2 separate regions of the Mus musculus genome follow, and region 1 is linked to region 2. A link is a contact called in public HiChIP or PLAC-seq data. All regions are on one chromosome and are shown on one strand. Each heading gives the region's core, a stretch centred on a gene start, on an enhancer-like site or on the middle of the called end of the contact. The rest is flanking DNA. Distances are from core to core; before and after follow the strand shown.

The links. HiChIP or PLAC-seq counts read pairs in DNA pulled down with a chosen protein or histone mark.
Region 1: a contact with region 2 is called in an H3K4me3 HiChIP or PLAC-seq map of embryonic forebrain, with 4 times the contacts expected there. The contact joins the enhancer-like site here to the promoter of Zfp609 in region 2. A contact is called at or near these places in 8 of 39 promoter capture datasets (the 3T3-L1 cell line, the HPC-7 cell line, HPC-7-derived erythroid cells and 5 more), 2 of 15 datasets of contacts at CTCF or cohesin (CD8 T cells and large pre-B cells), 2 of 484 Hi-C or Micro-C datasets (brown adipocytes and uterus), 27 of 115 datasets of contacts at active chromatin or transcription factors (the 230-238 cell line, CD8 T cells, the HPC-7 cell line and 17 more) and 3 of 9 other capture datasets (adipose tissue, liver and pancreatic islet).

The regions. Positions count from the first base shown.
Region 1 is chr9:65,720,266-65,725,811 of GRCm38.p6, forward strand. All of the region lies in intron 3 of Zfp609 (zinc finger protein 609), which reads right to left. Among named protein-coding and RNA genes, the nearest start is that of Oaz2, 46 kb to the left of the region's middle. Within about 2 kb of position 4,251, at least 84 of the 459 cell types and tissues checked have an H3K27ac peak or open chromatin away from gene starts, as enhancers often do. A contact at or near this core is called in adipose tissue, brown adipocytes, cardiomyocytes and 8 more, where this site is marked.
Region 2 is chr9:65,826,028-65,831,985 of GRCm38.p6, forward strand. Zfp609 (zinc finger protein 609) reads right to left here and starts at 1,537. Exons shown (of 10, transcript NM_172536.3): 1 at 1,439-1,537. Trip4 (thyroid hormone receptor interactor 4) reads right to left here. Exons shown (of 14, transcript NM_001357872.1): 14 at 2,900-5,958.

The DNA.
Region 1 (5,546 bases), core at 3,001-5,500, 100 kb before region 2:
TGTAGCTTGAACTCACTTTGTTCTGGCTTTCTGACAATCTTCCTGTCTCAACATATTCAATGCTGATATTAGAGGGGTAAGCCACTATGACTAGCTTGTATAGACTTCTGAGCATCGTTTCCCAGAACAAAAACTTCAAAGAAAAGATGTAAAGAAAGGGTAAATACAGCCTTAAAGTCACAAGAGAGAGTAGCCTTCAGAAACAAACAAGAGTTTTGCACAAAACAAAAGTAACCACTGGCACACTTGTCTGAAATTGTACTTTTTTTTTTAAAGCAGGTAACCACAGGGTTATAATGCAGCAACCACCAGAAACTGCCATGATTCAGGGAAAACTCTAGTTTTAAATTTGTCTACCGCAATTAAATTATTAGAGATGATGTCATGCTATAAGTTCTTTATGTGTAAACACAGCAAGATTTACTAATTTTTCTTTGAATGTATGTTCATGTGTGTGCACACGTGTGGATGGAAGCCAGAGGACAATCTTGGGTGTTGCTCCTCAGGAGTCATTCACCTTGTTTTTTCTTTCTTTCCTTCCTTCTTTTTTTATTTTGATTTTTCAAGACAGGGTTTCTCTGTGTAGCCTTGGCTGTCCTTTTAGTCACAGGGATTTGCCTGCTTCTGCCTCCCAGTGCTGGGATCAAAAGCATGTGCCACCACCACCCTACATCACCAAGCTTACTTTACATGAATTCATGGGATAGAACTTGGGTTCTCACGCCTGCATGATGGTAAAGAAGGCCCTAAAATATCAAGCGGCTATTACTATCTTCACTCTCGCATTCAAGGCTGAAGAAGTTTAGAAGCAGGAAAAGGGCTGTTATGGGAAGGTCAGAGCACAGCAGCCTAGATGTAACCTTTCCCCGCTGTGGGACGGGTCTCCCCGCTGTGGGACGGGTCTCCCCGCTGTGGGACGGGTCTCCCCGCTGTGGGACGGGTGGGCGGTCTCTGGAAAGAAGCTGGAGATCTGAGAGGCTTCTTCCTTTCATCTCTTAAGTGCTCACACTGGGAAATCTGGCAGAAGTGCATCACGGATCAGGTCACACACCCTTCCTTACACTGCATGTCCTCTCTCCTCTCTTGCTGAGGCATAAATATACTGTAGCCATGGCTGGAGGCCATCCTATCAGCTGGAATCTTTCTCGGAAAATCCCTAGAGTAAAAAAGGTCAGAGCTCAGTACAACTGCGTTGAGGAAATTGTTGCCTGGGGTGACAGGGACTCACAGTGTCCACAGCTTTACTACTTGATGACCTAGCAGGAGGACTCAAGGTGACAGACAGCACGGCTGGGGCTGGCTCACATAGGTCCCTTTGCTTTCTTCTTTCAGCCAATCCTGAGAAGAACAGCAAACTTCGGAAATCTATTTCTCTTTCTGTAACCTCTGTGTGGCAGTTTCAGGGTTTGTTAAGAGAGCAGCATTCGGTAGAAGCAGCAATGTGCAAAGAGAAAGGCAGTCAACTTGCTGGGGTCTACGGGCCCTAGGGTCTTGGGATGCCACGACTCTCTATTTCACACACACAAGGACCATGCCAAGTTTCCATGGTAGGAAGAGGAACTGTTCCTAGACATCCTTTCTTTCTCCAAACTGTGACAACACTTACAGCTTCTGTTATGGACTAAATTGTGCTTCCTCCCAAATATATATTCTAATCCAAGGTACCTCAAAATAGCATCTTTGTTGTTTTAAGACAGCTCATACAGCCCTCGATGGCTCGGAATTCACTATTTAGCTGAGGCAGACTTTAAACATCTACACATCCTGCTTCCAACAGCCAGTGCTAGGATTTCAGCAGGACAGCACCATTGGCTATCATTTGTAGCCTTATAAAAAGGAGACTCTGGACACAGACACAGAAGCAAGATGGCATGTGAACAAGTGATACTAATCAAGCTGCCCAAATGCTACCCGTGACTTGCTCTCATCCTCAGCCCAGCACTCAGTAACTAACACTAGCATAAGCAGAAGGATAACACTTTGAATCTTCTCCAAACTAACCTGTGGACCCAATGAAATCCCAATCAAAATTCACAGCAGGCTTTTTTCATTAAGAAGTCACAAGCTGATCCTGACATTTATGTGGAAATGTGTACTGCGGAGAACAGCCCAGGTGATCTTAGGAAGTACAACCCAGCTAGGGAGAGGACTTACACTTCTAGGTGTCCTGACGTACAAAGGGGTAGTTAAGCCCTGAGTTTTCATGGGAGACTAAATAAGACAATGAATGCAAAGTAGAGAGCCCATCAGTAAGGCAGATGTGCCTTCTCTGTGCAGTGCGGGGAATGGTGGTGTTTTCAATGAGGTGCTGAGCAAATTATGGGCCCACAAGAATAAAAAACAAATTTGAATCTCAATTCAAACCTTAAATAAAAAATCAGTTACAAAAAGCAAGGTTCTCAGAGGAAATTTTGGAGATTATCTAAGACTATGAAAAACTGCTAAACATGACACAAAAAATTCCACTAATAACAAAAGGAAAAATAAAGACAAACCAGGTTTAATAAAAATGAACCTTATATGCATGAAAAGACTAACATTATAAAAAAGGCAAGACACAGAAGATTTCTATAACACATCTGATGTGTATCTATGACTAGAATATACAAACTATAACTCAATAAAGATATACAACCTAACCCAACAACTGACAAAAGGCTTAAGAGAAACATCACAGAAGATTTACATAGGTCAGTAAATACAAGACAAGATGCTAGATTTTACCATTCTTCAGGGAGGTACAAACTAACAACTCAGTGCGAAGCCACTGTCCACCAACCAGAAGGACTCAGATAGAAAGTGTCAAAGGGAAAGACAAAGGCAAATGCTGGCTAGGATGCAGACCACTGTCATTCTAGCATGTTACAGCACTGCGGAGGCAGAGGCAGGCACAGTTTAAGGCCAGCCTGGTCTACAGAGCGAGTTCCAGGACAGCCAGGGCTACACTGAGAAATCCTGTCTGGAATACCCCCTTCTTTCCCCCAAATGTAAACTAAATTACTATTTTGGAAACCTGGAAATATACATACATACATACATACATACATACATACATACATACATATCTGACCCAGTATAGCTAGGAATATGCACATATATGTCCTTAAAGTATGTCCAAGAATTTTCAAAGCAACTTTAAAAAAAAAATAGATCCAAACCAAAAATAAAGAAAAATGCTCATAAACAATAGAATGAGTTTATTCACATAGTGGAACACTCAAATAAAGGAAAGAGTTAATTATAGGTCAGCTGTGGTAGAGCATACCTTTAAACCCAGACCCCAACAGATAGAAGCAGGAATCTGTGAATTCTGGGCCAGCCGGGCAACATGGTGAGACCCTGTCTTAAAAGTTAACTAACTACATGCAACATGGCTGAATCTCGCTGGCATAATGCTGAGCAGCTCAGCATCACAAAGTGCATACTATAACAATTTATGCACGCAAGCTTCAACCGGGTGACACTAACCCACGACAGTGGCAGTCAGATTTACGGGAGGAACCAGGAGGCGCTGTTCTGACCATCCTGCTCTTCCTCACCTTAGGTCCCAGGAACACAGGGTGTACTCATCTTGCAAGTTCAATGATCTGTATGTATGCATGTGGTTCATGGCCATCCTTATCACTGTTCAATGAGACCTACTGATAAAAACCCAAATATCTGCACCAGCGAGGAGTGTAACAAAGCAGGCAGTGGCAGATCTGCTGAGACACAGGCCAGTTCTGTTCCTTAGACAATCAACCTGCAGTCCAGCAGCAAAGCAGCCTAGCATCTGATGTGACAGCACATGGTGGGGAGAGGGAAGACTTCGTTTTTCTTTTTTTAAACCATTCTTTATCCATGCTGATATTGATTCAAGAGATTTTAAAATGTAATTCTACGGAGAGAGCTAACCACTGGAAAACAGAGGGAAACTTGGTAAATCATAAAATGCACTGTTTCCGTACTTTAATGTTAAAGGACCTGTGAATTCCTGAGAGGTGTTGGGTGTCTGACCAAGCTAGTCCCCCAGTTACTTTAGGGCTAAACAGTACATTTGACTATGAGGTCACTAAGAGTAGAAAATTATTTCACAGCCTTTTAGGCTTTAAAAAAAAAAAATCCAAAAACAAACAAACAAACAAGAAAACAAAAAACAAAGCAAAAAACCAAAAAACAGAAACAAAAACAAAAAAACAGAAGAACTGGATGGGGATGGGGTGGGAGTCTACTCAAGTCTTACTATCAGCCTTTGTCTAGTAGCTTGTTGCTATGGAGAAGGCCATGAAGGCACAACGGAAAAGAATAAAGGACCTGGCAGGAGTAAGAACAGGGGCAGGGGATTAAAGGGAAATTCTTTAAGCAATTAGCAAGACCTAAAAATGACACACTTTCCATGTTTTCCTAATCCAGTCCCCCATGAAAAGTACATGGGCCTGGTTTCTCACTATAATTTAACTCAGAAACAGAGAGGCCTGAATGGCCCTAACAAAGCCTAAGCCTTGGCAGACATATCGTAAGGCCATTTAGCAATGTTGTCTCATGCCAGGAGGAATAAGCTACCTACCCACTCGATCCTGGGGAAATTATCTCCAGCTGCCTAAATTATAAAGTTGATGCCCCGTGATTTCTTTGTTCCGTAAAGCCTAAGGGAGAAGGGATAATGAGGAATCAGAAGGGGAGGAGAACGACCTCTAGTTTTAGATGGGAAAAAGAAGGGAAGGGAGGGGAGATGAGAGGGAAAGCAGGAGGCCAGGAGAGGAGGGGAAAGGGGAGAGGGGCGAATCAAAAAATCACCCCCCCCCCCATTAAGAAACAGTAACATGTAGCAGCAGTGTGGGAGCAAAGCTCTGCCTGAACTGGTTTAAAACTGCTGCCTGCTGCCCTGGGAGCAAGGGCTAGTTGCCAAGATTGTTGATAGCTTCTGCTCACCATTGCCACAGCAGCTTTATAAGCGGTGCAGGCCCAAGACCTGTTTTTAGCAGTGTGAGCACTAAGACCAATGAATGACCTCTAGATCTCATCACAAAAAAACCCAAAACCCAAAAACCTGACAAGGACTATGTTGTCTTCTGTCCCATGCAAATGATCACAGAGCATAAATACTGAGCTCTATAAGGAGCACACAGATGGTGTAGTTCAACCACTGCTCTTAGGAAAGGGAAAGCAGCGCACAGACTAGCTAAACGAGCTTATCACAGAGCAAGAGAACACTGACGCTCTGAAGAGAAGCCAGGGCTAGGCTAGTGCTCAGATCCACGTCATTATCAGAACTGCATTTATGGTCCAGGCTTCACTTATCTGAACACTTAAGCTTTGGCCACTAAATCACCTGTAAAGGATGACATTGGTACAAAAATGGGCCTGTGTTCCACATGATCTGAGGAGAATTTATTTTATGTTTATGAGCACACTGTAGCTGTTCTGATGGCTGTGAGCCACCATGTCGTTGGTGGGACCTTTGGAACTCAGGACCTTCGGAAGATCAGTCAGTGCTCTTAACCTCTGAGCCAATCTCTCCAGCCCCCATGAGGGAATTTTCAAAACAACTTTACCTATTTGCAAGC
Region 2 (5,958 bases), core at 287-2,786:
GCATGAGGGTGGCGTGTCCCAGACGCTATTCCTTCACAACTTAGTTACAGGCTAACCAGAGGCAGGCACAACATGGCTGGCATCCTCTATTCTTCTGAAAAATGTGTGCCAGTGAGCCCTGCATTGTTCCTCACTCAAAAAGAAGAGCCTTTCTGTCTGGCCTCTTCCAATGGCAAGCCCCAGTCTGGAAAAGGAAGAAAATGGCACTGAGGAGCCTGGGAGATGGAGCATATCCAAAGCTCTCAGACAAGACTTGAACCTATGACCTTCACTGTGTACACAATAGGCGAGTGAGAGGGACCGGTTTATCTCTGCTGCAACAGTTCTCAGCCCTGGGGTAGCACTCCCGATAAAATGACACGACTATTGTGTGGCAGCAGAACAGTCATCTCTCACAACAGCCTAAACCAGCACTCCCTCCCCCAAGACAAAGCAGCAGGGGTGAAATTAACTCAAGGCTGCAGAGCAAAGCCTAATACAGAAAAGAGAGGCCTGTGGGGGCTTAGGGACTCTCCTCAACCCCTGGGGCTCTGGACACATGGCTGGAAACAGACAGGCTTTCTCCCCCATCTTTCCCACTCTCATTTAGGTAGGAAGCGGTTTCTGAGAGAATTTAATCATCTGTGATTTGTTCAGAAATATTCCCCCTGAAGGGCTCTGCTCTCTCCACCCTGTGTGAGCCTAATTCCTAGAAGCCGAAATGACTGTTTGCCGCTGCCTGTTTCACAAACACACATTAATTGGTCAGATGTGTCTCCTCCTCCTCAGCCCCAGAGGGAGGAAGGAGAATCTGAACCAAGCAGAGAGATGATCCAACCGTAATTACACATAAAGGGAAAAGAGGGCAGCATGGGGTTTCCAAACAGGACAGGGTCTCAAACCCTCCCGGGGATACAGGGACAGCAGTTTAAAGTCCAGGCCTAGGGATCCCTCCATCTTGAAGAAAAGGACAGGAGTAAAATGTGACCTAAGACTGGAAAGGCGCACACACCCACAACCTACTGCCTGCACGCTCCCAGCCACCTTGCTCTCCTTTCCCGGGTCGCGCACACGTCCTGCTTTCAACCCTCCGCTCCCGACGCTCCCCTGAGTCCCTAACGAGCCCCAGTCGCCCCGGGGCTCCCTCGGCAGAGCCTCCGAAAACTCTCTGGCCTGCCCCTACCACCTGGCCAAATCAGAGACTATCCCGGGCACCGCCACCCTCAGCCCGAACCGCCCGGGCCATGCTTTGAACTTCACCTCAGGCCCCCTCCCCCACCCACGCAACGACCCCGCTTTCCCCGCACACACCTTCCCCTCGCTCCGCCCCGGCCCCCCCAACCCCCACTTCCTCCGCCGGGCGCCGCTGCTCCGGCGCCCTCCGCGCCCCTCGGCGCCGGGCCTCCCCCAGAGTCGCCTCCCCCTCCCAGCCCCGGCTCCACACAAAGCTTAGACTCACCGCGCGGCCGGTCCCGGGAGCCGCCACCTCCGCCCGCCCGGGGCCCCGGGCCGCAGAGCCACCACTGCTACGCGTCCCGGGCCGCCATCTGGGCCGCGGCCCCTCCCCCTCCCCGCCCCGGCTCTCCGCCCCTCCCCGCGCCGCTCCGCCCCGCCTGGCCGGGGCCGCTGTGTCCGGGGCTGCGGGTCCCTCAGCTGCCGCCGCCGCCGCCGCCGCCGCCGCCACCGCCGCCGCCGCCGCCGCGATCCGGGACAACCAGGGCAGCCTGGAAGACCTGGACACTGGATTCTCGTGCTCTCGGATCCGGATTCCGTGCGCTATGGAGTCTGGAGCGGGCGAGTGCACGAGGAAACCCGGAACCTGGATGCAGGAGCTAAGTCCTGGGTCTCTAAATGCGCGGTAGCTGCGAGCCCTGAGAAAAGAATGCTGGAAAACCTGGCGGGCGGGTCGAAACTAAGATAAGCTCAGAAGACCGGGCTGGACAGTTTGAACCCAATGCTCTCTCCTCGTGCAGATTCCTGGCTGGATAAGACTTCTCACCGAAAAGTCTCTGGAGAAGCGTTAGCTCTTAAATACAGATGTTTTCTATCGTGGAAAGAGGAAAGATCATGGGATCTGAACATGAACCTTTCTACAAAGAACAGAAGACAAGTGCACAGCTCTTAACTGTCTCATCCATTTTGCCGCTTAGTTCGGCAAACTATTTTAAGTAAAGAATTTAGGGTGGGGGTTGGGGGGGACAGGACACGTGTCGTGGCGCACGTTTGCAGGTCAGCCGACAATTTGCAGGAGTCGTTCCCTCCACCATTTGGTTTTAGGGATCAAACTTAGATCCTTAGGCTTAGCAGCGCGCATCTTTACCCACTGAGCCATCTCACTGGCCCTCAAACTCCTTTTTTATTCAATGTCTTCAGTTTTTCTTTGATTATCGTTTGTTTTCCTCTAGAGTACCTGTGTCCCTTTCCACCTCAACATCCAGTATCACTAAATCTTACTGCTTTTTAACCTTGAGCCCGTTTCTGCACTCCATCTCACCATTCTGTCACTATAGATTGTGACTTTTAAATCTGTTACCTATCTTAAGGTTGCCCAGCACACCATCTACACAGCAGACATTCTGTTCTTGTGAAATTGAGCCCTCCCACCAGTTGCTTACGAAACTGCTTCATGACCTAAGACTTCCACCTCCTACCATAGCAAACCAATGTTTATCCAATTCTCAAGAACCCCCATCATGCCCTTCCTGTGTCTGAGACCATTTTATTCAGCTATGCAGTTACCTTTATTCTCTTATCCTAAGGGCACTCTTCACTGGTGCCATTCACAGTAGCATGTGACTTAGAGATCGAGTGAGTCATAACTTTGCTATCTTCACAGAAAGAAAAGGAGGGTGGGAGAGCTGACAGCTTAAAGATGAACGCTAAGCCCAAGCCCATCTAGTCTAGGAAAAAGTAATTCCCTCTTGGTCCATAGATAGTTTTATTGGATAGTAAAGGGACAGAACTGATGACTCAGAGTGGCGGCCAACTTACCAATCTATACTCTATATTACAAAATGAGGGCTTAAACAGAAAGGAAAAACAGGGTTTAGTGTTCCATATCTCTGTGATTTAATGAAGGGTTAAACATTGTAGCACTAGACTAAAACAGTTAGGGGACAAGGAAACAGTTCTACTTAGCTTTTAATCACAGTTAGCTGACTCTGACTAAAGACAAGGATCTAATGTATAAGACAGTAAGAGAATCTCAAGTTTTGACTTCTTGTATCTCGAGAGCAAGAATTGGCAAACTAGTAGCCCAAAGAACAAATCAGATTCACTACCACGTTTTGGTAAATCCTGTAAGTTAAAAACTAATTTTTACATTTTAACAATATTTAAATAAAAGAAGATATTTTACAACACAAAAGTTATAAGAATCTGGTGTGGTGGTACAGACTCCAGCACTTGGGAGCTTGACGCTAGAGATCTAAAACTTAAGGCTAGGCCTGGGCTTGAACTGGGTTACACAGACTGTCTCAAAAAAGTGTCTACAAACAGTTTCCCTGGCTGTAGCCAAGCTTTCTTGCTCACATTATCTATGGGTGTATTTGCAGTACCACAGCACAGCTGAATGGTTTATAAAACCAAAGCCATTTGCTGTCTGACCCTTATGGAATTGGAATGACTTTGCTAACCCCTGCCCCCTGCTGTTCAGAAGTCTCTAGCCACATATGAGCTACTAGGGCACTCAAGGTAGGATGACTGAAGAACTGAGTCTTTACTTAAATTTTAATTCTTTTTTTTTTTTTTTTTTTTTTTTTTTTTTTTTGGTTTTTCGAGACAGGGTTTTTCTGTATAGCCCTGGCTGTCCTGGAACTCACTTTGTAGACCAGGCTGGCCTTGAACTCAGAAATCCGCCTGCCTCTGCCTCTCGAGTGCTGGGATTAAAGGCGTGCGCCACCACGCCCGGCTTTTTAAATATTAATTCATATTTAAACAGCATGTGGCCAGTGGTTACCATATTAGGCAGCACTACCCTAGAGATCCACCTGCTTCTGCCTCCCAAATGCTAGGACTAAAGGCATACAACCACCATGCCTGACTAGACTCTTCTGAAGTCTTACGCAGTGATGTGCTTTTCTCTTCATGCCCAGGTCTTCTTTTCTGACACATCTGTGGATTTAGGCACCTCCCCCACCACCCCACCCCACCCCTGCACCCTCCTTTTTCCCTGACTCCAATCTCTGGTATTTTTTTACTGGGATTTCTTTCTGGGTTTTCCCATTTTCACAACTGAAATTCAACATCTGATCAATTTACATTTCATCTCCTGAATGAAGCCACATTGTATTCACACATGCAAATGGACGTTTATCCAAGTTCATTGTGACGTAGGATGGTACTGTTCTTTTTCCTCTACAGGCGAAAAGTAGAAAAGCTCTCTGCAGGCTGCATGGATCCCTTGTTGCTGTTGGAGCCTTCCATGTGGATCACCTCCTCCCAAACACATTCACAGACACTGAGAATAGCAGATGTGTGCTTGCTATTTGAATCGCAAGGAAGAAAATATCCTTTCTCTCTGGATTGCCTTCCCTCCTCCCAGCCTAACAAACTGAAGTTAGCTGATTTCTCTAGTTTAGTAGCTGAGCTGGTCAAGTGAACAGCCCCATGCCATCTAATCTTGGCTAGGCCCCACACAACATTAAACAAATCTTCTAAATTAAATGGCCACCACATGAATGGGTTATAGGAGAGACAGTAATTAAAATGGAAAAAAATTAAATGTCATAATCATATAAGTCCATAGCTATACTTATTTGTAAAACTAATCTCTGTAGTGTCTCACATTTACATGCTAGGGGGAAAATAGGTTTACACTAAAATTTCAGTTTAAAAAGAAAAGATAGGACACTTAGTTCTTTATTATCTTAGTTCTGTATTAGCTAAAGAAGCAACAAAAACCCAAATTCTTTTTATGTTCTCCTTTGTGATAGGGACTTACTATATAAGAGATAGTAAGAGATCAGCCTCCCCAGTGCTGGGATTAAGGTGTATACTATCACATCTGGCCAAATTCTTAATCTATTCTAAACACTTCACTAAAGATAAGGTCTCATCAACGCTGACAAAGCCCATAGTTTCCATCATTCCCTACTGTGAGCTCATACAAAGGAAACTGAGTCTTGTCTGGGAAAAACAAAAAGAAAAAGCCAATTCCTTTACTGTATGAATTAATGGCATCTTAATTCAGTCATTCAAAAGGGAACACAGAAGCTACAACAAAAAGGCATCTCGGAAATTCAGAACTTTCTTAGGCGAAACTGCCCCAGAGTAACAGGGTCAGAGTGAAGTGTCATAATACACTAACAAGCTATTCTTGGACAAGCTTGAACTCAGGCTACTAAGAATTTCCATCTGACTTTAAAGTATACTATTCATCAGTGAGCAACTGAGGGCCATCTACCCGCAAACTTCTCCCACACTTCCTCCCTTGTGTCTCAGCAAACAGAAGAGAGACCTTATACTACCACTGCCATGTAAACCAAAGACAGACTTTCCCAGCCTAACCATGAAAAGGAGAAGTTTCCGAGTAGCTCTGCCATTTATTTATGTGGTTCTGGCTGTGTGTTTGAGAAGCTGAGGTGGGTTCTTAGAAACTTGCAAAGCTCGGGCAGATGAGCTCATCTGTTGACATTCCTGACTTTTTTCTTTTAAGGTGTGCATTCAAATTACCCACATAGAAAAAACAATCCATACTCTTCTGTGTAAAGGCTGTCTTCAAATAAAAGAACAGAGAACTTCCAACCCCTTCTTTTCTCTTCCCATCCTACCTTTCAATTTTATTGTGATATTAAGAAAGCCAGACAATTTCAGCATGGAATTCAAGGTGCTACTACTTGGTAAACTATTAACTACATAGTAAACACAGTTTTGCTTTCAACAATGGTAAGGTTTCCAAGAGGTCAAAAAGACATCTCTCACAATAATAAATGCCACTAACTGTCCTCTTCCACTTTATACACAGAGGTCCAACAGAAC